5 separate regions of the Mus musculus genome follow, and regions 1, 3, 4 and 5 are each linked to region 2. Evidence: chromatin contacts called from public HiChIP or PLAC-seq and promoter capture Hi-C data. All regions are on one chromosome and are shown on one strand. Each heading gives the region's core, a stretch centred on a gene start, on an enhancer-like site or on the middle of the called end of the contact. The rest is flanking DNA. Distances are from core to core; before and after follow the strand shown. Region 1 overlaps Pde4d (phosphodiesterase 4D, cAMP specific). Region 2 holds the start of Ndufaf2 (NADH:ubiquinone oxidoreductase complex assembly factor 2). Region 3 overlaps Pde4d (phosphodiesterase 4D, cAMP specific). Region 4 holds the start of Ipo11-lrrc70 (Ipo11-lrrc70 readthrough). Region 5 overlaps Pde4d (phosphodiesterase 4D, cAMP specific).

What was found. Promoter capture Hi-C pulls out the DNA fragments that hold promoters and counts their contacts. HiChIP or PLAC-seq counts read pairs in DNA pulled down with a chosen protein or histone mark.
Region 1: a contact with region 2 is called in an H3K4me3 HiChIP or PLAC-seq map of stem cell-derived neural progenitor cells, with 3 times the contacts expected there. The contact joins the enhancer-like site here to the promoter of Ndufaf2 in region 2. A contact is called at or near these places in 2 of 484 Hi-C or Micro-C datasets (bone marrow-derived macrophages and embryonic stem cells), 2 of 115 datasets of contacts at active chromatin or transcription factors (astrocytes and stem cell-derived neural progenitor cells) and 1 of 9 other capture datasets (embryonic stem cells).
Region 3: a promoter capture Hi-C map of liver shows a contact between it and region 2, with 2.9 times the contacts expected there. The contact joins the enhancer-like site here to the promoter of Ndufaf2 in region 2. A contact is called at or near these places in 3 of 39 promoter capture datasets (HPC-7-derived erythroid cells and liver) and 2 of 115 datasets of contacts at active chromatin or transcription factors (astrocytes and embryonic limb bud).
Region 4: a contact with region 2 is called in a promoter capture Hi-C map of pre-B cells, with 3 times the contacts expected there. The contact joins the promoter of Ipo11-lrrc70 here to the promoter of Ndufaf2 in region 2. A contact is called at or near these places in 4 of 39 promoter capture datasets (hippocampal neurons, liver and pre-B cells) and 1 of 9 other capture datasets (liver).
Region 5: a promoter capture Hi-C map of hippocampal neurons shows a contact between it and region 2, with 4 times the contacts expected there. The contact joins the enhancer-like site here to the promoter of Ndufaf2 in region 2. A contact is called at or near these places in 4 of 39 promoter capture datasets (the 3T3-L1 cell line, hippocampal neurons and liver) and 1 of 115 datasets of contacts at active chromatin or transcription factors (embryonic stem cells).

Annotation. Positions count from the first base shown.
Region 1 is chr13:109,257,602-109,262,601 of GRCm38.p6, reverse strand. All of the region lies in intron 3 of Pde4d (phosphodiesterase 4D, cAMP specific), which reads right to left. Among named protein-coding and RNA genes, the nearest start is that of Mir582, 65 kb to the left of the region's middle. Within about 2 kb of position 2,216, at least 274 of the 459 cell types and tissues checked have an H3K27ac peak or open chromatin away from gene starts, as enhancers often do. A contact at or near this core is called in astrocytes, bone marrow-derived macrophages, embryonic stem cells and 1 more, where this site is marked.
Region 2 is chr13:108,157,084-108,161,537 of GRCm38.p6, reverse strand. It overlaps Ndufaf2 (NADH:ubiquinone oxidoreductase complex assembly factor 2), which reads left to right and starts at 2,913. Exons shown (of 4, transcript NM_001127346.1): 1 at 2,913-3,095. The coding sequence starts at 2,969. Ercc8 (excision repaiross-complementing rodent repair deficiency, complementation group 8) reads right to left here and starts at 2,800. Exons shown (of 12, transcript NM_028042.4): 1 at 2,668-2,800; 2 at 808-903. The coding sequence starts at 2,744.
Region 3 is chr13:109,479,795-109,484,711 of GRCm38.p6, reverse strand. The region is part of intron 3 of Pde4d (phosphodiesterase 4D, cAMP specific); the gene reads right to left. Among named protein-coding and RNA genes, the nearest start is that of Gm32703, 41 kb to the right of the region's middle. Within about 2 kb of position 3,086, at least 48 of the 459 cell types and tissues checked have an H3K27ac peak or open chromatin away from gene starts, as enhancers often do. A contact at or near this core is called in liver, where this site is marked.
Region 4 is chr13:106,833,009-106,837,942 of GRCm38.p6, reverse strand. Ipo11-lrrc70 (Ipo11-lrrc70 readthrough) reads left to right here and starts at 1,641. Exons shown (of 4, transcript NR_165805.1): 1 at 1,641-1,731. The region is part of intron 27 of Ipo11 (importin 11); the gene reads left to right. It overlaps Lrrc70 (leucine rich repeat containing 70), which reads left to right and starts at 1,641. Exons shown (of 2, transcript NM_001378597.1): 1 at 1,641-1,731; 2 at 3,107-4,224. The coding sequence starts at 3,379. The coding sequence ends at 3,954.
Region 5 is chr13:109,578,643-109,583,119 of GRCm38.p6, reverse strand. The region is part of intron 3 of Pde4d (phosphodiesterase 4D, cAMP specific); the gene reads right to left. Among named protein-coding and RNA genes, the nearest start is that of Gm32703, 140 kb to the right of the region's middle. Within about 2 kb of position 1,524, at least 14 of the 459 cell types and tissues checked have an H3K27ac peak or open chromatin away from gene starts, as enhancers often do. A contact at or near this core is called in hippocampal neurons and liver, where this site is marked.

The DNA of each region.
Region 1 (5,000 bases), core at 967-3,466, 1.1 Mb before region 2:
CTAGGCTGCTTCACGTAGTCTGAGATCAAGCGGTGAGTGAAGCCTACCCTGTCAGCAATGCAGACAATCTTAGGGAATATAATTCTAAAGCGCACAGAGGCTGCCCAAAGGCTGGTTCTGTTTCTATGAGACCTTTAACTGGCTTTCCTGCCTGGTCCTTAGTGCATGGTCTTGAGCCAACCCCTTCCTTCCCAGCATCATACACTGTTTGTCCTGCCTCTCTCTCATCCACTGCTTACTGTTGACAAATTATCCAACGACATCTTCCTCAGAGGAACACTCATCATTTTCCAGATCCAAAATAAATAAATAAATAAATAAATAAAAAATTAACACTGAAAAATCCAACATTTGCCTTATCCCTTGTATGACTACTAGGTGCCATGGAACTGAATCTTTGCCATCTAGTTAAAAATCTAGAAGACAACAGGTTCTCCTACTTAGTCAGCCGTTTAGCTATTGAAAATGAACACTCTGGGGTTGGCTGTGTCTTTGAGTGTGACATGCCTTTTATCTGTGCTGTCACTGAATACAAGCTTGTCACTCAGATCGGGCTCCCCTTGTGACTGCGTCCTTCCTTGCATCATCTTTCTGTTTTGCTTTGTTTTTATTTTTTTCAACTCAGACCCACTGGCTAAGTTAAGAAAACTCTGTAGAAATTATAGAGTTAGTTCCCCATCTCACACACTTCCTCTCTTTTTGTTATGTAAAATATGTCATACTTTACATTCATTTTTATCCAAATGTAGACATAGTACGTGTATAATGCCTTGGAGTGGCTAAAGTTAACTAGCCCTGTACCACAGACCTCAGAAGAGGAACCTGCAGACACAAGACTTAAACTGCCTATTCTTAGGCAGAAACTCCGAGGAAGGTGCCCCATGGCTTCAGTTCAATATTTGATATTTTCAAGAGCAAGAAAATATTGAAAGTCCTCCAGAAAAAACAAAACAAAACAAAACAAACAAAACATGGAAGCAAGTGCATAAAATAACCTCACCCATTATAAAGATGATAAAATATTCATGAAGGAAATATAAGTGCAAAACATTCAAAGCATTCAAATTCAAGAAAAACAAGATCAGAGTAACAAGGGGTTGCCCATCACTTCCTGCGGGCTTCCTAATCCCTTTCCTCTTCCCTGAAAAGGCACGATGAAAATTATCAACACAATAAAGCTGGAGGCAGTTTGGGGGGCGGGGGGGAGGGGCTCATCTGTACACACTACTGTGAGCATCTCTGTTTGCACGGAGTATCACTCAGGAGACGCTAAGTGTGAGGAGCCTCCCCTCTGTTCTGGTCCAATTAGGAGAACCTGGTAGGGATATTAGCATAAGAAATCAAAGAAACGCCACTACTTAGGTATGGGAGCAAACCTACATTCCTTTTGGACATCTGGAATCCAATTTTCTTGTAGGAACTTGCAATAGAGACTGAGCTCTTAGAACCACCCACCTCAACCACTCCTATTACCTATCTCTAGGATTCCTGCCCTGACTTGGGCATCGGTGGGACATACTATGGAGGTAGATTACTTCCGATAAATCACAGGAGTGGAATAGAGATCTTCCTCCCCACCCCCAAGGCTGCAGGAGGAGCAAAAATCACTGAACCATACGGTATGGCTAACATTTCAGGGGTCGGTGCAGACCTTACCATGTATGTGCCACTGTGAAGCGGCGCTGTTTGGGGATGTTGCTACTCAGAAGCATCCTGCGCAGGAGCCTGGGGGAATTCCTGGGAGAAATCACCGGGGAGAGCTTGGGAGAAACGGATTTCCTCGCTGTCTTTGACTTTTCGTGCTGCAACAGGTTTTCCCGCAGGGATTTCACAAGATCCTCATTGAGCCATGGGTTTGGAACATGCGGATTATCCACTTCAGGGACTGTAAGGGTGTCCGGGCTTGTCGTCTGCTGAGCCATTTTCCTGGTCAACTTTGTACAGTTGGCCACAATCCAGGGCAACGTGGTTGCCTGGCCTGTTTCCAGTGAGTCCCTTGATCCGGAGTCTGAGGAATGTCCAGGGAAACAGGTCGGATCCAGCTGCTGTTAGTTCATTCCGCCCCTGCCTCAGTCTCTCGGTGCAGGCTGCTGGGTGTAGACCAGGCGAGCACACTCCCCCGCCGAAGCCTGTTCAACGTCACCCTCCTCCCCCAGCCCCAGCCAAAGATCACTTGACGAGCAGAGCTCGGGAGGCTCGGGAACATGGAGGGAAGCCACCGCGCTAGCTCGGCTTTTGTCAGCCTGCAGAGCAGCCTGTTAAACTATCGGAACTAATGCGGCGCAGCTGCTCCAGTGACTCCTGCTTATGTACATAAAAAGTCCTGGGGGGAGGGCTTAACCATCAGACGCCTGCTACTCCTCTGTTTGGCCTGCCTTTCCATTTGCTTATTCCTGAATGTAAAGGAAAGAAAAACTTGGAACTTGACCTTCCTCTCAGGCAGGCAGGGGCTATTTATCTCCCTATGGTCTACATTCATAAAAGAAAATTACTAGTGCTTTAGTTTTTTCTTTTTTTTTCTTTTCTTTTCTTTTCTTTTCTTTTCTTTTCTTTTCTTTTCTTTTCTTTCCTTTCCTTTCCTTTCCTTTCCTTTTCTTTCCTTCCTTCCTTCCTTCCTTCCTTCCTTCCTTCCTTCCTTCCTTCTTCCTTCCTTCCTTCCTTCCTTCCTTTTCTTTCTTAATTCTTTTTTTTCCCCCTTTAATAAGGGAAGAATAAATATCCAGTAGCTAGACAAGAAGGAATGGTTCCCTGCTTCTAAATTCAGTCTGATGTATCCTATGAGACAAATCATAAGCGAATACTCCCCCCTCCAGAGACAAACCAAAGGTTTCAAAACGTTACACAGGAAGGACGTGAACAGAGACTGTTGGCTTTTACAACCTTGTTAATTATGGTTCTTTCAAAGCACCAAGCAACACTATTCAGACCCACAAACTTGTTTGTAATCTCTTTGTAGTTAAACTTGCCTCCTCCTGCAAGGAACTGGTTATTTTCACAGAAATAGTTAAAAAAAAAAAAAAAAGAAAGAAGTAAGGTTTCAATTGTTACATTATGTTATGTTTAATTGATATTCAGCCACGAGAGGGTAAAATAAATCAAGCCTTTCATAATTTCTTTTAAAAGAATATTTCAATTTGTGGAAAATATAGCTTCAATAAACTTATTTAGAGAAGATTTAAAATAAAGAAAAGAAAGTATTTTCTTACCGGAAGGGAGTAAATTAAAATGAAGAAAATGTTAATACAAGGAAGCAAGCAATAAAACCTGATTAACTCTCTGTGTTGTGTGGCTCCTGGAATGGTGGGAAAGAGCAGGAGTCTGGCACAGGGCTATCTCTAGCACCCTGGTGACTTTTGGGGGATCTCAGATTATTTTACACTTGAAAAAACAATACCTCTTTGAGGAGCTACAAAATACCTCCAGCCCCCTCCCCCCAAATGGAGGGTTAAATAATTAGATACAATGTTTGGGAATGGGGGGCTGTGAGGCGGTATGAAACAGTTCTATAGTCTCTGTTAACTGTAAGTGTCCATACTTCTCCCCAGCCTTGTTGCCCCTTAAAAGTAAAGTCTTTGACTTTCAAATGTTATAGATACGGAAAAGATGCTCTGAAGTTCTGTTCAGCAAAACCTAAGATCAGCTACTCCACCAATCTCTCCTGTAACAATTCACCTCCACCCATCTTGCCTGTAACAATTCACTAGGACACACATTCCATGGTTTAATTTGAATACTTCATCCAAAGATTGAAATTTGAAGAATTAAGTTTTGTTTTGTTTTGTTTTACTTAATTCACCCCTAGAAACACTGCTATGGATATAAAAGGTTTTCACAATCTGCAACATTAAATGACAACATTTCTCAGTGAAATAAAAATCAAACATCTATGCATATTAATTCTACTTACATGTGCTGCAGGTGACTATAATAATTATTTTGAAAGTATACATACACACATGCATATATATGTATATATATGTGTGTGTGTGTGTATAACTATATACATATATAGTTATTTATATAAAGTAAGATGGGAAGCAAAAAAAATCTACATCTAGAGTTATATAAAATGGCTGTATAGCTGTACAGTGCTTGCCCTCAAGAAATTTACTTTAATTTAAATTAAAAAAAAAAACAATGCTTAGAAAATTACACCAGAATACTCAGAAAACCATCTCATCAGATACAGAAAAATATGCTGAAAACCATGTGCATGTGTGATGAAGAAAACCCTAAAGACACAAAAGTATGAGGTCCTAAAGTTATTATAAAATCCATTATGGTCCATAACCTACTAGCTGGCCCTAAACCTGTGCACACACTGTGTGCATATGAATGAAGGATAGCTTGACACTGCCCTTGCCCTCAGGGAGTTTAATTCTAAGGACAGATAGCAAGGGCAACACTTTTTACAGAAAAAGGACTAGACAAAATACTAGGGCTAGTTCTAAGTAGATAGTTTGAGCTGAGTGACCAAATGAAGACCTATTACCAGCAATCATGGGCTCTGTTGGCAAAATCACTACATTGAGGCACACCTAGATCCTGGTTCTTGCTTTCAGTGACCCCAAATAAGGCTGTTAAGAAAAGTAAATTATTTGAACTGTGGTCTTCTTCTAAATGGCCCTTCGTGGCCATGCATAAGGACAGGGCTCACTGTTGAGTATCACAATTTAGCTAAACTAGAAGAGAAATTGCCTATTGGAACCTCACCAAGCCTTGTGGTTAGACATGGACCAAGCCTGGGGAAGGTTGTTGGCCAATCTCCACTGCCCTGGAGCACCGTGGGTTGGGGGGTGGTTTGGTTCTTGGGTAGCTGCAGGACTGAGGGTATCTTCAAAGACCAATTGCTGTCCTTAGGTGCACCTGCGAGTCACCCCTACTCCTTCGAATTCTCCAAACGATGCATTATGTGCTACTTTCTAGAAATAAAAACTTAATTCTGTTTTGAGAATTCTCTGCTACTCTCTTGGATCTACTAGGAAAACCCCACTGCGTGG
Region 2 (4,454 bases), core at 1,664-4,163:
TTGTTTTATTTCTTTGTAGTCCTGGGGCTTGAATCCAGGGTCTTGGACCTGCTAGGTGAGGGTTTATCTGTGAACCACACCCTCAGCTCACAGGAAGGACTCTGAGCCTACACTCCTTAACAGCCTTGAGTTCTCCTCCAATTCTGCTCTAGACTGAACCCAGATCTTGTGCATGCAGATCATACTGTTGCCACAGAGCTGCACCCTCCACCCCAAAACCTTCCCGAATGAATATCGTGGTGTGCCGATGCGTGGTGTGCCGTGACGGGGAACACATTCAGCTATAGGGTCGGCAGTAGGGTGGAACAAACATGCTTTCACTACAGTTTCTCCAATTCTTAAGCAGGATCATTCCTATAGAACAGCTGAGACAAACTGAAATCTGAAAGGTTAGGTAAACTGCACAAGGTCACTGCTGGTAAATGAGAAACTCAGTGATCGTCTGCTTCACGCCCAGTGCCAAGCACACTTCTACTTTTTACATGTCACTTCCCATTCGTCCCTGAAAGTAACAATTAGAGGTTAGAAGACCACTTAAATGCATCCCACACTTAAAAGCCTTCGGCATCAACATAAATCCCTGGCTTATTGATTTAACATGAACATATTAATGCCACATTTGGAATATCGATCTGATAACATTTTGCGTATTTGATTTTCGATTTCAAATGAATAGATGCTTTTCCAACAAACGCTACAATTTACAACTTAAAAAAAAAGTATTTGTAAGAGCTTTCTTGTAATCAGTCTGAAAAGGCAAGATTTTTCTGCACCTCACTTAGAAGGAAACGTGAAGCCGTAACTTACTATCTTCCTTCAACGGGCTCAATGTCGAGGGTGTTAACCCCACTGCCATGGATTCTTTCCACATCCCTGTCTTTGTTTAACTCCAGCCCCAGGACCCTTCAAAAAGGAAAAAGGAAAAAAGATAAAGCAACGATAAGAAAAACATTTAGTATCAATTCCTTATTTCCCCAAGATTACCACAAATTCTGCAAGGCTTTAGCTTCTTACTACATCTAAAGATATTCAGACTTATTAATGTAGGCCTCTAAACAAGTTTTAAACTGAAACACTACTTTAAATTTCATTTAAGCCTCCCTAGTGCTGTGATCCATTAACACAGTTCCTCGGATTGTAGTGACCCCAACCATAAAATTATTTTTGCTGCTGCTTCATAACTGAAACTGTGTTTCTGTTATGATTCATAATATAAATATCTGATATGTAGGATATACGTAACCCCTGTGAAAGGGTAGAGACACACAGGTCGAAAACTGCTGATTTAAAGCTTTTAAGTCCTTAAAAAGTTATCTATGGATAAACAAGCTTTCAGGGAAAGTTAAAAATTCCAATAAACTTGGCTGATGACACCTAGTGGATAAAAGTTTGAATTGCACAATTTAAAGATTCTCTTAGATGTCTAAGACTGTAGAAATACAAACTATTATCAATGCCACAGTTAAAATGAAGTGAAGCGGAGGAGGGTTAGCGGTACCAAAGCGCAGCAAAGCTTTAGGGCGCAAGTGTTAAACTTCTTGATACGGTGATGGTCTTAAAAACATGTCAGCACTCAGCATGTTTTACGCAACCATGAAAATTTCATTTTTCTTTCTGTAGGGGTGCGGTGGAGTGGCATATGTCATTATGCAGCTCAGTTTGACCTGGAACTTGCTTCGGTAGCCCAGGCTGGGCCAGAAATCTTCCTCCATCTGCTTCTAGGAACCTGGGGTCACAGGCTTGTGTCACCAATGTTCAGCGTGTTCAATATCCAGTTTATGTGAATTACAGCTCCAGGTTGTAAACATCCTTTAAAAGATGTTGCCTGAGAGCGCCAAATGTAATGTTTACTATGCTTTTGTCACTAGCAGATGACAGGGAAGGACATCTTCTCTGAATAAATTAGGACTTTCCAGTTCAGTTACAAAAATAAATGAGAATTAAAGAATAACCTCATTACTTTAACAAAACAATAATCTTCACTGAAGCGTGAATATATATATATAATTTCAGTGTAATTTAACTAAATACTAGACCCCGTCAACATTGTTCAAATTTCAGTTACTAAGAAACACCATAAAGCTCAAAGCTCCAAAGCTATTTCATCTACAAGCCACTATATAAATAGCACGTGGTTGGGGACTTATTTACATGCCTTCTTTTCGAAATCCGTACGATTGATTTCTGTACACCTGTTACTCGGTTTACAAACACAGTCAAAGCATGCAGGTTCGTCTGTGCCTCAGAGATAAACCCACATGAAATTCTACAAAAATAAAGGCATTGGTCAACAGAACCAAAGCGCACCAAAGAAATAAGAAGCAGTCATGTTGGCAGTGAGGGTCCAGTGGAAGGCCGTGGGGTGAGCTGGCCGTGAGGATGTTCACAGTCCTGCCATTGGAGAGCCTGCCATCAGGTCTCTCCTGGAGTGACAGTTATCTAACTCGGCTCCCTGGTTACTTCCAACTACATCCTTCATGTACACAGCAAGCTACAATTACTGTGACCTGGGTTTTTCCTTCACACTCTCCCCTACACGCACACGTGGGTCTTCCTCCTCCGGCTCCTGCCGACTTCATCTTCAGCCCAGTCGGTCCTGCGACCCGATCTCCCTGCTCCAGACTCTCCCTTGGCACCGGAAGAGGAAAAGACACGCGCGTGACTCACCTCCGTGTGGACTGCGCTCTACGCAAGCGAAGAGGGTCCTCCAAACCCGACTGTCGAGCGGACAAAAAGCTCAACATCTCGGGTCCACACACCGGCTGGAGGCCTGGGCGCTGCCATGACAGACCGGGGAACTGGGGGATGCAACAACACGGGCTCTCATTGGCCAATCAGCGATGTGGCCTGACCAACGGAGAGCGGCGTTACTGGGGGGCTCGGAAAACGCCGGGCAGTGGGCGGAGCTTAGCGTGGGCGTGTCCTCCGGTGGCGGGTTGAAGCCTCAGACCTTGAGTTCGGCGCAGGCATGAGCTGGTGGTCCGGTGTGTGGCGCTCTGTTTGGAGCGCCTTGTCCAGGGAGGTGAGGGAGCACGTGGGCACGGACCATCTGGGGAACAAATACTACTACGTCGCCGAGTACAAGAACTGGAGAGGTGAGAGCGAGGAGAGGATACCGGTCGATGGATGCGCGTCCCGGGCGGGTGGCGGCCGCCGTACTTGGGGGCCGGGCCTCGGGTGCCCTGGTCCCTGTCCCGGGTCCCAGGACTTGGCGGTTGCCTTGGGCGACGAAGTTTGGACCCGGTCCTGCCAGAGGTTCTGGGGAGCATCGGGAAAGGCCTTGCGCCAGTGCCTTGCCTTGGTCTTCAGATCCGGGTTGTCCGCAGAGTTTGCGGTTCTTGGTGTCGCAGTGTCTGGCGCGCTCTCCCTGTCTGTCGCCGTCCTTGTCAACCCAGAACTTTCCGAATACACTGATCCGTTCTAATGTCCAGGTCGATTTCAGAAATGTGTGTCTAACTAAAACTGTTTTCAAGAACTGGAACGGTTTAGTTAAGAGGTGTTCTTTTATAGCCAGGCTTTAATCCCAGCACTCCGAAGGCAGAGGCGGATAGATCTCTGAGTTCGAGGTCGGCCTGGTCTATAGAGTGAGTTCAAGGACAGCCAGGGCTACACCTAGACCCGTCCCCCCGGGGGGGGGGGGGGGCGTTCCTTGTATGTGTGTGTGTTTGTGACTGTGTGTCTCTGACTCTCTCTGTCCCCACCTCCCCGCCCCCCTCCTCCCCCGTCCCCCTTGCAGCAGGCCACACAATGTCTTTTACTTTTCTCTATTGCTCCAGTATAGAAAGTCGCAGAGAAAGAAGTTGGGTCAGAGTTTAAGCGCTGACTGAGGCAGCTTAGGCACAAGTCCATTTTTCTCACTTAGGTGGTCTTACATGAAAGAGATAATAGTAGTGTCTGTCGCTACTGGGACGGTTGAAGACTGGTCCAACAACTGTGTTTCATTAATTTCTCACAATATTAACTATGTTAAACATTTATAAAAATGTTTTTCTTATCTTTAAAAAAGATTTATTAATTGTGTGTGTATTGCCTGCAGGTGTGTAGTTGTGTATCTGGTGTCAAAGCTGTTGGAACTGGAGTTGATGGTTGTTTAGCCACCATGTGAGTGCTGGGATTTGAACCTGGGTCTTCTATAAGAGCAGCAAGTGCTCTTAACCTCTGAGCCATCTCTCTAGTACCCACTTAACCCTTTTCTAAAACTTACTACCTTGAACTTTTTTGCCCACTGAGCATTTAAATATGCTGCCTCTGCTGCCTGTACCCAGATATCCACTGATCTGGGTTTCTGATGCTACAAATTGGTCTTCGTTTCCTACAGGTTTTAAACGTGAATATTTGTATATATGTCTTTATAGATTTCTTTCTGGGTCCTGTATTTAGGATCATTATTTTGAAGTTCATCTTTATGTGCATCAAAATTTTTACCTTGTTGCTAATGTTCTATCGTGTGGAAT
Region 3 (4,917 bases), core at 1,837-4,336, 1.3 Mb before region 2:
GGGCTGATTTTTCATCCAGAAATATTTGCTTGGATAGGCCTCCCATATATATATATATATATATATTTAGTTGCAGTTTATTAGTGGTGCTTAGAAGAAGAATGGGTGTTAAAATTTATTACCTGGCTTGATTTTAGACAGTTCTCAACCAGGACTTTCTTAGAAGATAAGTATTAGTAAAATTTATGAATTCTACTTGGCTCTCTCTCTCAAAGTCACATATAAGTGGCTTTAGGAAGTACCCAGCTGCAAGTCAGTGACAATGGCAGGCACAGGGCCTGTGACTGAACTCAAGCAAGAATTGATTTTCCTGAATAGTAGATTGTCTTCCACCTGCATTACAGAAAAAGTGGGCCAACATTTTTGATGAATTAAGTAAATTCTAAGTGCTCTCTGCCTAAGTATTTCTAGCTTTTCCATATTGTACAAATTTACAGTGTAAAGGCAACTGTGGCGTCGCCGTGGCTCGTGACGTTAGTCATTCAAGGATGAGAACTCATGGAGAAAAGGAGATGCTCTGTGGTGAACCTGCAGGCAGAAGCCTGAGGGGTTTAGGGCGAAGCTTTGCTGCAGCAGTAGAGTGCTTGGAGTGCTTATCTGTAGCAACTAATGTGAGTAGCAAAAACACACTCAAACCAGAAGGATCAACCGTAGACAGGGGGAAGAGAGTGACTGGATGGACCAAATATCCACTCAGAGTGGTCAGATTTTAATCAAGTCTGTCTGGAAAAACAAAGTAGCACACCCACCATGAGGTAGGTGATCTCCAGGCCCTCAAATTGAGACTGGAGAGGGAGAATCAGCCTTAAGGAAGGTGTGGCCACTGGTAGGTTTCCACTGCATGATCTCTCACCCATGCACATATGGATGCCACTTACTGTCCTGAGTGGGTTCATCAAAAACAAAGAAGTAAAAAAGATGATGTTTGGAAAGGAATGTTGGAGGGAAAATGGGAGATCTGGGTGGGAGAGATGAGGGGTAACTATAATCACATTCTATTTTATATATGTATGAAATAACCGAAATTAAAGAAAAAAATGTTTTTTTAAGATTTTAAATAAAAAAGAAAGCATTTTAAAAGCACCAATGATGTTTCACCAAGGGCCCATGACACTTTCAAGGGCTTAAAAAAGTGTTTGAAGTGAATGTAATCTAGTGTAGATTATGTTAACTGTATATCACTATAGCAATGCAGTCATCTTATTTTTAATGGGAGGAAAAGAGCTACAAAGTCCAAGTGCCTTTGACATCCCATAAACGTTCCAGCTAGACTTGAGCTATGTTCTATTTACTCTTTGCAAGCTTACCACGGCTTTTCGGTAAGTTGAAATACTATAAGCACATTAATAGTGTGTTTCTTTTCTCTCTCTTACCCCCAAAACCAGCCCAAGTGAGACACATGGGCAGGATATGAATGCCAAATGCAGTCTAGCTGGGTGACAAGAGGACAGGATTTCCTAGAGAAGTCTCTTTCAGTCCAAATCTCCCTTCTCATCTCTGGAACAATTTCAAAGTGATTTCAAAGTCTGAAAGGACCAGAAGGAAAGAAAAGATGGCAATATGGTAGAATATTGTGACTTAACGAAACTTCTCATTTAGATTTGGTCACCCACTGATCTTTTTTCCTTCTTCTTTTCTTTAACACCGAATGAGCTATTCAATGGGGGTAATTCCTGAGCACAGTTTTATACTTGGTATGCACCCGGGTATATCAAATTACTGAGTAAGTATTGGGTTTAGTAAGTTAAAGTGAGCAAATAGTTAAAGGAGGCTGGTGTAAAAGCTAAGGCCAAGCATGCCTTTCTCACACACCACAGCACAACTAGACATCATTTGGGTGCGAAGTGTGTCTTCACACCCATCCAGCCATACTGTGATTTTATGATAACTCTACCAGGGAGTTAGTTAGTCCTGATGTTTTCCCTCTCATGGGATGCACATGTCAATATACTTCCCCACTCCTTCTTAGCTTTAGCTAGTGTGTGGAGTGGAACTGAAAGTAAATGATGAGCAGCTGAAATGAACCGGCTTTGATTTTAGGAGACTTTGTTAGTATTTCTTAGCAATGGGGAACAGATGCTCATCCAGAGACCAGCACAGGTGTGCTTCGCTCTCTGTGTTTCTGCAAGGGGACTTCTGAAGAGGTCCAAGAGGCAGAAGGAGGAGAGAGAAAGAGGGATGAAGGGCTGTTCTAAGCACCTCAGGAGAAGGTTTGGAGCATGTTTTCAACCATAAGAATGAACTTTAAACTTCTAAGTTACATCATCTGCTTGGCTTCTTTTTTTTTTTCTTCTTTTATTTTGAAGTCAGTTTAAACTTGGTTTCTGCCCTTGCAACTAATAAAAGCAAAACCTCTGACCAGTGTTCTTCATCTCATAGATCTTTCTAACACCAAGGAACATAATAGCAATCTCTTTACATTGCAAGTTGGTCTTGCTTATTTACATTTGGCTGCCCTCGAACTTGATAAGGGACTTGAATGGAGTCTTCTGGCATCACTGAGCAATTTCATTCATTCATTCATTCATCCAACAGACTGCTGCATTGTAATTGTGTTTCAGGCTTGCCCGCTACGTACCAGAAATTTGTAGTTGAATACAATGGACCAACAGTCTCCATTTAAAACTATGTGTTCTGTAGTAGATTATTGACGATTACATAACCGATGAAGTTGCGCATTGTCTAATTATTTAGGAAACCAATCCAAGTAATTGAGAATAGTGATGCAGAAAAGGGGTGAAGAGTGGTTGGGTTCTGTTTCATTAAGGACAAGACATAGTAGGAGAGAACTGAGGACAGGAGATGACTCAGATCCTCAGCCGAAGGTAGTCTTGTCTCAGTTGGGTGTGTGGCAAATTTCCCTCACAGGAATTTATCTATTTACACAAGAAGTAAATTCCCAATGACATAGAACTAGCACTTCTTGCTGCCAGCCCTTTGAGGGAGCCTGGCATGTTTGTTTTGTTTCACTGGGTAAACAGAAATGAGAGTAAGGGAAGCTGGAGCTCCTGTGAATCCGCGTTGCACTCTCAGGCATGAAGGCTGCTGTGGGAACTGCTGACTAACTCTGCAAAACCCCAGGAGCTCCCCAGGCAAAAGCACCTGTCAACACTAGCATTGAACAAACAGCGGCCACCGGCCAAGTCCTCCGGTGGTGTGAGGCAAATAAAATATGCTCCCTCTTAGAAGTTCATGACGTCTGGCAGGTGAAGCAAGAACAAGGCGGATCATTTTTGAAAAGCCACTCTGCACCATTGTGTATGGCCTCCAAGCAACCACTGTGAATGTGGAGTAATACATAGCAAATTAAAACTCTCTGTGTGTGTGTGTGTGTGTGTGTGTGTGTGTGTGTGTGTTTCATTTCATGATCACAACAAGGTACTGGAACCCATTTGAAATACAACATCTTACAATTCTGCAGGCATGTGAACTGTCAGCCAGAAGTAAGAGTTGGGTGACATTCTTCAGATTATGGTAGCCGAGGCACTTTCTACAAATTCTTCAAGCACAGACAAAGTTCTACTTAGCGATGGGATTTATTTCAAATCACCACAGCTCTTACAGCTTCTCAGTGTGAGTTGTGATTACAGAGCCTTACCATAACCAAGAATTTTCAGTAGGGTTCCAAACAGCCAGTATGAAGCGTACTTATCCCACATTAATATGATCCTGTGATGAGCATGAGAGATCCAAGGGGGAGGCCACCGAATTCTACCTCAGCCTTCACCGACTGTATCCCACCCCACATCAAAAGAGATATTTGTGGCACACGAAGCAACACACACACACACACACATACACACACAATGCACACACGTACATATACATACACAAAAAACACACACAACACACTCTCACACACACAAACACACAGGTACCATGGCTTAAATTGTAAGTAAATATGAGTGTAGTTTGGGCTGAGCCTACTTTTATTCTATTATTAACAATGGCAAAGTTAGATTTCTAAAATTCTCCAAAGGTTATTAATAATCACTACTCAGGGAATTATGAAGCATTTTGTTAAAAGTCTTTTAGAAACAATCTACTATTATTTCTTCATTTTTCATATGAAGAAACTTTCTAGAAGTTATCTTAGTAGGAGTATAGAAATTAACTACAATATTTCTGAGGCACAGATATTGATATTTTATTATGAAATCATGTTCCCATATGTTCTCTGTGTGTGTGTGTGAGTGTGTGTGTGTGTGTGTGTGTGTGTGTGTGTGTGTGCACATATGCATGCTTGCATGTTTGTGTGTGTCTGCTGTAACAAGGCCGGGTAGACGTGAAACAGGCTTCCTTCCTCAGCCTTCCGAGTTCTGGAATTACAGGTGTCGACCATCATGACTGACATTAACTTCTCTTTCTTCTTTAAATATTGGGCTCACATTTTATGAATTTTCACTTAACATTACATAACTATCTCCCATAATAAATATTATACTTACCTATCATATGCATGTATGTTAAACTAAGTCTCTCTTCTGAATATTGGGCTCATTTTCCTCACACCCCAACCCCTCCACGAAAGTACAATGATGTAGTTAAATATTCTCATACAGCCTTGGTTGTTTTCCTGGGATGCATTTTAAAAAAAAATTTTTTTTTGGTTTTTTGAGACAGGGTTTCTCTGTGTAGCCCTGGCTGTCCTGGAGCTCACCTTGTAGACCAGGCTGGCCTCAAACTCAGAAATCCACCTGCCTCTGCCTCCCAAGTGCTGGGATTAAAGGTGTGTACCACCACACCTGGCTCCTGGGATACATTTTGTGATATGCATGCACATACATAAAACATGGTTCTTCTCTGCAATATCCTAATTCCTCACCAATACCACTATTCTAAATTTGATCTTTTTTGTAAAATATATTCTCAGGTGATGACTTTTACAGCTCTATGTAAAACTTGTTAGATTTTCAA
Region 4 (4,934 bases), core at 392-2,891, 1.3 Mb after region 2:
GAGGATGAGATGCATGAGGTGCGTGCCACTGGATCTGGCTTCCTTATATGGTGCTGGGGTCCAACTCAGGTCACCAGGCTTGTATGCCAAGAGCTTTACCTTCTGAGCGGGCTGCCTGGCTCCTAAATCTTTATTTAAATAAAAAATTACGTTATATTCAGATTACTTTTCATGCCAAAGTATTCAAATTAATTCAGACATTCATATAGAGTAAAAAGTAATTCAGGAACATCTACTTTTACTCTTCCGCAACTCATTCCCTCCCTCCCCCCTCCCTCCCTCCCCCCCCTCATGTGTCATATGTAAACACATTGGTGTGTGTGTGTGGTGTACATTTGCACATGTGTTTGAAAACCAGAGTTCATCTTTTTTTTCAAGATAGAGTCTCTTGCTGATTTAGGTAGGATGCTGTCCAGCAGACCTCGGGATCCCCTCCTGTCTCTGCCGTCCCAATGCTGGGGTCTGAGTATATGGAACCACATCAGCTTTTTTGACATGGGTGCTGGTGGTCTGAGCTCAAGTGTTGATGCTTGCATAGTAAGCATCTTACCTACCCAGTCATCTCCCCAGTCTCTTCTCCCTAACTTTTTATCCAGGGATAAACTCTGTTAATAATTTGGTAAGGGAGTTTATGTTACTTTCCAACCCAGGGCATGGCCTTAATTTCCTCAATTAATTGATAGTAATCAGTATTTTCTAAACAAAAAATATTTTTAAAAATTCAAAATATTAGAATATTGTGTTAATATTTTGTTCATCCTAAATTATTTACTAACTTTATGTTCTTTTAAAAATCAATAAGTCTTCAGTAAGTATTTGAAAATAAATAGGACAATGCGCTTAAAAATTCTTGGTGTGGTAGTACATGCCTTTAATTACAGACTCAGGAGGCAGAGTCAGGCAGGTCTCTTATGAGTTCAAGGCAAACCTGGCTTTTATGTATAGAGGGTTCCAGGCTGGCCATGATTACATAATGAGACTCTGTCTCAAATGTTTTTATAAAGATCACTTTATTTTATATACTCCTATTTCAGTGTGCTTTTGATTTAGTGACTGTGATATTGAGCAGGGGAATGTCTGTCAGTAATGTACTTGGCTTCCGATCCTCAACACCTACCTTCAAAATCCAGCTGTGGTCCTAACTCTGGGGAGTAGCAACTGTCTGAGAAACTGTCTGTGAGCTCAGATTGTGAGAACCTAGCTTAACAAGCAAGTTATAGGGTAACAGAGGGGGACACTGGTGTCAATTCTGACCTTCACGCACGCGTGCAGGCATGCACGCACACACAAACACAGAGACAATATGTGTTGTTGATAACTAGAGACTTCTTATTTAGATTTTTGAATACCTCAAGTTTTCAGACATTTGGCTTTAAAATCCTCTTTCAAGTTATAGGAATTACTTAGGTGTATATATTAGGAAAACTGAGTGCGTTCTGAAAAAAAAAATACTTTCCTGAGACTTCCTTTCAACAATACTTTTGAAGCACAGATAAACTTGCTTCCTGTCTCTCAGTTTCCTGTATCCATGGCAACCCCTGTTTTACACATTGGCTGTAGAGGAACCAGTGTGAAGAGTGGCGTTTCCTGCATAGCCATGGCTTTAAAATTCAAAAAACGGTGGAGTGCTGGCGGTCAGCAGTGCCCAGAGGAACTGAGTTAAAGAACGGAGCTCTGCAGAGTTAAAACAAAGCCTTAAAGCCACGTGATGATACGAGTCCCGTATCCTTGGTAAGATTATTTAAGTACAGTTGTTTAGCCGAAAGAACCTGGTGGAAAAGTACAGCCTGCTTTTTCTGTTCGTATTTTCCTAAGTTATTATTTGATGTTAGGCTTCATATAGGTTATGGGGCATGTATCCAAAAATCGTTATCCTCACGTCATTTGTTATGTGTGTCAGAGTCGGTTCTAAAAGTTTATCTTAGCAAACATATTTTAGTTTGTTGAGTTTGAATTATCTTTGCTAAAGAATTGATTTCATAGCTGTGTTAGCAGTTCATACTGTCACCCATAATATGTGTTAACACGCGGTTTTGGCTTATCCTACTTTAAATGGACTATTGAAGTTTCAGTATTTTGATACTTTTGTTTTAAGACCTTTCTGACAATTTAAAATTTTGTCTTTGGAGTCAGTTCTGATGTGGAAAAAGAAGTTAGGTTGGGTTACATGTGGATTTTTATTTTCTCTTCCTTGCCTGTGTTTATTTCTGGTTGCTACCTGCTCTTTTTTTTGTTCGTTTGTTTGTTTTTAATATCATTATTGTTATTTGTATTCTTACCAACTCTAAATGGAAGACAGACTACCCCAGTCCTTTCACATTCCTTAGAATTTTCCTAAAGGTCCAGTTTTTCTGGATTTGGGAATAATGTTTCATGTTAGTGAAATTGGATTATTTAATTCTTTTCCAGAATTCTATTTGGGTAACTATCACGTATGAATATCTTAAAGGCTTTGTTCAGTTAAGCCATTTGTATTTTCTATCTTTAAACAGTTGTATAAATTGCTTAGCGCCTAAGGGGTGATGAGATGTTCATAGTTTATATTTGTGGTCTAACTGGGTGTCTTTTGTTCTAAGGACATTGATTGGTGGTGTGTAAAAGTCTACACTTACCGAGAACTCACCACTGTCCTAGACATAGTTGGTATACTTGTTCTGTTCCCAGATTCTTTTTATTGAACAATAAAAATTTAAGGACATAGATCTCAGACTTTCAATGTCTTATCTCTCTTCATTTTTTGTATCTAGAAAGTAATATCTTAACAAAAGTAACATTAAATGTTGTTACAAATCTTGAGACTGTCTTTAAGTTACCTTTTTGAATCATGACAGCCTTTTGCATTTATCAGTGAGCTATTAATGTAAATTATTCCCTCCTGAAGCGTGTAAAGATCATAAATGTCACTAGGATTGGGTTTAGTAAAATTAACAACCTTAAACATTTGACTTTAACTGAGAGTTATTTTAGAAATTGTAAACCTGATACATTTAGCTTGTTAAGCAATTTATTGTAAATTAGAAACAAGCATCTTAACATAGATAATAATACATTTGAACCTCTGGGAGCATCTTGAAGATCCTTAATCTGTCATTTAATAATCTTACAGAATTACATCCAAGGGTCCCTAAGCCATTGTCTTCATTGACTCCTCTTCAGGCAAATTCCAATTTTGAGAATACAAACTTTTGGGTCTTCAAGAGTGGCTAGCCTCGTCAGCCCTTGCTGTAAACATCTGTTATCAGAATCCCATATCTATGTGTGGCAGAACATTATGTTATATTAAATGGACTAACATTACAAATTGCCTTTACCTTGGACCAATATATCCAGAACTTGGGCTGTAAAATCTCTTCTATTCATCACACGACCACTGCACTAATGATGGCCTGGCATAAAGTAAGCACAAGTGGGAACCCGTTGGAAAGCCCTGTGGCGGAGAGCAGTCGCGTCTGGGAACCGGCCCGAGCTTCCCCGGCCAGTAGACCTTTTCAAGAGAGTACACTTGCTAATGCACTGGAGACGACCGCAGTTGTGTCTGCGCAGACACAGCTCACTTCTGTTACCTTGACCTCGGAAAAAAACACTGCTCTACCAATTGATGCCTCTTCTGTGTCAGGAAAAGCATCTCTCATTTGTACACAAGAAGTTGAGAAGTTGAATGAGGCCTTTGACTTTTTGCTAGCTTTTTTCATCTTAGCTTGTGTTTTAATCATTATTTTGATCTACAAAGTTATTCAGTTTAAACAAAAACTAAAGGCTCTAGAAGACTCAGTGGAAAATAGACTCGAGTATTACAGCTTTTATCAGTCAGCAAGGTACAATGTAACTGCCTCGGTTTGTAACACCTCCCCGGATTCTCTGGAAAGTTCTGGCTTGCAGCAGATTGGACTTGATAAACAAATTGTTCCTGAAAATGGGGCACAAGTCATTCTCTTTGAACATTCTGCTTTATGACTCAACTAAATATTGACTATAAAAAACTCCGTAGTGCCATGTGGCCATAAAATTTAATCCTTCTCATAGAATTATGTTAGGATTGTTCAAGTGTTTATAAATAATTTGAATAAAGTGTATTCGTTCTGCATATATTTTCTTTGATACTGTACCAAGATAAGTAGCCAACTTTCTGGGTACTAACATCATGTTAAATATGCCACAAATCATGTTTATCTCTAAAGTCTTGTAAGGTTGTAATATCTATATTAAATTACACATAAGGAAAAATGGGAGAGAGTTTAACTAATTTTTCAGAATCCTCATGACTTACGGTGTGTTTTAGCTCTGACTTGAGCCGAAGCTTTAATTTTATGCTTTGGTGCTGCCTAGGCACTAAGATTACAGTATTGAAAAACTAGATGTGGTTCCTAGTCTTGCTAGAACTCAAACCCAGAAGAAGACCCACGATTAGTATGCAGTATGCTAAGTGCTGTTCTCGGAAGCACTTTTGAATATGTGGTGATGAAGGGTAACTTTATGAAAAAAATAAGCATTAAAACTATCATTCTGTGCATAGACACACCTCTTGGTGCTCAAGAGGCAGAGGCAAGCAGATTGTGTGAGTTCTAGGCCTGCCAGGGTTATATAGTAAGGCCATGAGCCAAAACCAAGACAGAGCAGCAGCCACAACAAATACACTTTATCAGCAAACAGATTAACCCAGTAAAGAGAGCTGTCAGAAAGGGTACCATGTTAGAAAGATGAATGAACAAGAAAGAATACTGCTTTTCAGGACCTAAAGTCCTGACAAGATTTGCATCTATATAGATAGGTCAATGATTAAAGGCTATTATAATTTCATGCTTTATTCTGAGGGCCACTGGGAGCCCTTGAGAAATTTATCCACTGGAGAGATACTATGGAATTCACCCTCTTATAGAAAAAATTCACTCTTTGTGGAAGGAACAACATTAAGAAGCAGAACTATTAACTGGTGA
Region 5 (4,477 bases), core at 275-2,774, 1.4 Mb before region 2:
AATATAAATTGACTTACATGAAAAGGTGATAGCTTTTAAGCAAAAAACCAAAACCAGGGGCAGGATGGAGCAGGGGAATAAATGTACCCTTGGCTTTGGCCCTTGTGAGGATTTGAGTTTTCACCCCTACATCACAGCTGTGAGACAACTGCCAGTGCCTTGCTGGGGTCGTGAGGCACAATTAGTGCAACGAAGCTTAGATAAGAGATCATAGGTGTTGGCTCACTGGAAATTTACATAATGGCAGAACTGTGTGGGAAACACTTGATATTCTGGGCAGAAGGTAATCCTTTCTGAAGTATAAAACAAACCAAAACAGAAAACCAACCAACCAACAAACAAAAAACCTAATTTCCACCAAGAAAAGTTACAATCTAAATGATCCTTCACATTTATAACATTTACACTGGTCAAATCCGGGCAAGTGTATGTTTGGTGAGTCTTGCATGTACTTCTATGTGTGTAGAAGATCAGAAAAAGAAAGGCAAAAAGGGAAGATGGCAATGACAGTCGAAACAAAATGTAATGCCTTCCAAAGTTTCCAAAGTCCTTTCTAAAAATTATTATTATTGTGAGAATTTGTAAAACTAGGAGCACTGCTATTCACAGGGAGAAGGGAACATTTTTATCAAACCATCTAGCTCATTGCTAAATACCAACTAAAACGATAATTTTATTGAACACAGAGGGACGAATCCCAGACGTGTTACCCACAGGCACCTCTCTTCTGCCACAGCGTTCCAACTGCAAGAGCAGAAAGGATCCCCCTAGCACACAGACCCTTGCTCTAAAAATACTGACCTCAGCTTCGAAACCACAGAGCATAGGTTTGCTTGTGTGGCTGGGATGGAAGGCATTGGACGACGGGAGGGAAGTATGAGTTAGCAGAATTCTGGAACTCAGATCTAGAAATCACAACTTCAAGATAAGGGAAAAAAAAACAATCAATCTATTGCTCTCTTCTGGAGTGTGCACATGAACATGTGTGCTTCCTGTGGTACTCTCACATGCTTATTACAGGGTGCAGGCATTAAGTACAGAGACGAAGCTATTGGGTATCTCATAATAAGAGTTGCTAATAAACAAATCCTTTATTTTGCTAAATCCCCTTTCCAATGATCATCTTGGATGATTCTCACGGTAACACTGGCATTTAGCAAGCTCCCCAATTCCGAAAATCCTCAGACCTTGAAACTGGATTAGGTTTTTGCCAAACTAAACAACTAAACTAAGAATATTTGTCAGCTTTCCTTTCAGGTTAATTTTTCCCCCAGCTTTCTCAGTATGCTGAATTTAACAACTAACCTCGCTCCTGGACCCTCCCAGTACAGCAGATCTCCAAAGCCGTTACCAAAGGGTAGCAAACACACTTTTACTGACAACAACCGAGAGAAGGGAAGCAATTACCGTCTCCTCTGTGGCTTAATATCAATTGGCTTGTTGATGGCATAAGGTGATCCGTGAACATAAGCGCTTCGGAATCTAGCCACCTTCCCCAGACCTAGGTGCTCACAGCTGGTTGGCAGACTCATTGTATCCCAAATCAGGAAGTAAAAGCAAATCTTAGTGGCCAGCTCAGCATTCCTGGGAAAGCTGGAAAGAGCATGTCAGATAATGGCTTTCAGCCATATGCTGCTGCTCTGGTCGCTGGGTGCTGCTTTTTCTTCGAGAGTAAACGGGTGTCTCCCGGAGGCTACATGCTGTACCTTGTTTTCTGTTCATGGATACGGAAGCTTGTTGCTTGCTTCTAATCAGAGTTGTGCTCCAGCCAATTATTGGCTGAGCAGATGTAGGAGAGATTCTGTGGCTCGGCAGAAGCCTGTTTCCACTCGGAACTACCCTCTGAGGAGACGGCAGGTTTTAATCCATTTTTATTTAGGTCTAAGAGAATGGCAACCTAATGTACTAGTGGCTAAATAGCTAGTTGTTAACATATACTTCACGCACACATGTGATAGGCAGAGCATAATCAATTACAGATCCATCGTCCTAAACTGACTATAAAGACTTAGAAAATGGTATGGGCGCATGGAAATGATAATGGGTAACTTTTTAATCATTAGGATCAAAACTTGTGGGTTTTCCTTCATAACTTACTATTCACAATGGCAGTGAACTCAGCCTCTTAGGGACAGAAAAATTATTAGCTGAAGTCCATGTGTGATAACATGAACCAATTACCGATTTCTCCCTTCACTAGCAACACTCAGATATGTAAATTCTCCCCGCTCTTTGGGTGAAGAACTATTGAAAAATCTAATAGCAACGCCTTTGCTAATTTAAAGAAATAAAAGACAAGTTGGAGAAATTAGGAAAGATTGCAAATAATTCTGCTCACGACCTCAGTCTTATGATGAAGTTACAGGCTTAACAAGCTCACAGCTTTCAAGATTCATCATCTCCAGTGAAATCCTGTAAGCCCTTGTGTGCAAGCCAAGACATCAAGAATGTAGCGTATTGGGCAACTTCAACAGTTGAAAAACGATTTCCTGCAGAGAGTGATGGGGAGCACTTGAAATACCCCTCAGAAGGTTGAGGTAGAGGGATTGTGAACCTGATGCTAGCTTGAGCTACATCGAAGACAGTGTCTCAATAATTCTTACTTGGGATTTGAATACATACAAATATGAAATCCTTTAAGAAGCTTTGTTATTAATGTGTGCATGTTGTATATATGATGTGTGTATACACATATGTGTGTATGGCATGTGTGTGTGAATGTTTGTAAGGTGTGTGTGGGGTGTGTGTATGTATGTTTGTGTGGTGTGCATGTATGTTTGAATGATATGTGTGGGTGTATGTGTGTATTGTGTTTATGTTTGTGTTGTGTGTGTGATATATGTGTGTTTATGTATGTGTGTGGTGTCTGTGTATGTGTTTATACAAGGATATATGTGCTGCTATGGCATGCAAATGGAAGAGAACAACCAACCATTGAGAATCAGTTCTCTCTTTTCTCAGTTAAAGCCTGGGAATTGAACTCAGGTTTCATTCATTCACCTTTAGCCATCGAAACATCTGATCTGTCTTGTCTATCCTACACAAACAATTTCTTTAAGAATTCACAGAGGCAGGCAGATGTCTATGAGTTCCAGGCTAGCTTGGTCCAGGTCAACCAAGGCAATATAGTGAGATTTTTGTCTCAAGATCAACAACAAAAATGTCTTGGAACCAGTGATCAAATATATCAAAAGTTACTTTTAATGAGGCGACTAAAGTCAGACACTAGACAATTTAACTTCAGAGTTTAAAAATGTAGATGATTTTATTCAATTGTTTTATTTTATATATTCTGAGCTATAAAATGATGATGTGGGATTTTTTTTAAACATGTTTTACCTGTCTTTGCTCCTAGGCTAGCCATGAATTTATAGGCTTTGGTTATCCTACCTGTCTCACCCTTCTAAGTTGCAGGGACTATAAATAGTTGCTACCATTCCCGGCCATACTCATTTAGACATATCACATTACACAGAGATATATAAACAAATATCTTCTCTTTTTTCACATTAATTGTATTTTTCTCAGTGTTTGCTAATATATTTATTTTTCTTAAAGTTCCCAAATATATGTAAACATATGTAACATATACATACAAACATACAGACATATAACACACAAACACACTCATATATCTATGTGCATTACATGTGCACATACTTATATATGTATACATGTATGTATACATGTACACATATGTGTGCATGTGTTTGTGTGCATGTCTATGTTTGTGCTTGTGCGTGCGTGCTCCTTTGGGGTAATTTGTTGTTGGGAATTTGGATCTTGTCACACATAATCTATACACATTTGTGTACCTAATGGACGATTTTCTAGTCAAAGCATGGCAATCTAGTAAGCGCTTTTTACATGAGAGCATATAACATGGCTGTGTTAATATTTCTTCAACTAGTCTTTTTTAGATACTTATAAGCATGGTGTCTATTGATAAGAAAATAGTTTTCAATTTATTTTCTGATAAGTGTGCTTTTATTTCAGAAAATGAGATACTATATGAAAATCATATGTATTTTCTTCTGAATGGGTTATGGCAGTTCACATTTTCTGAGTCCTGTGGACACACATCAATTTCCTCACACTACTCCAAGCATTACTAATTGATATTCAAGTCTATTTCTTTATAGTTTAAAGACAGGTGACTGGGTCTGGGAGACATCTCAGTTGCTAAATCTGGTAGCATGAGCCTGAGGACCTGCGTTTGCTCCCTAGCTCTAACATAAAGACCTAGGTTTGCTGCACTTCTTTGCAATCTCAGTGTTGGGGAAGCAAGATAGGCAGATCCCCAGAGCTGGCTGGACATGTCCTGGTAAGAAGTGCTGTCTCAGAAAACAAAATAGATGACTCATGAAGAGAGATAGATGAGGTTGACCTCTGGCCTCTGCATGCACATGCATACAAAGGCATATGAGAAATTTCACACAGGCAAATGTGAGAAAATGTACATAACGTTGAGGCAATG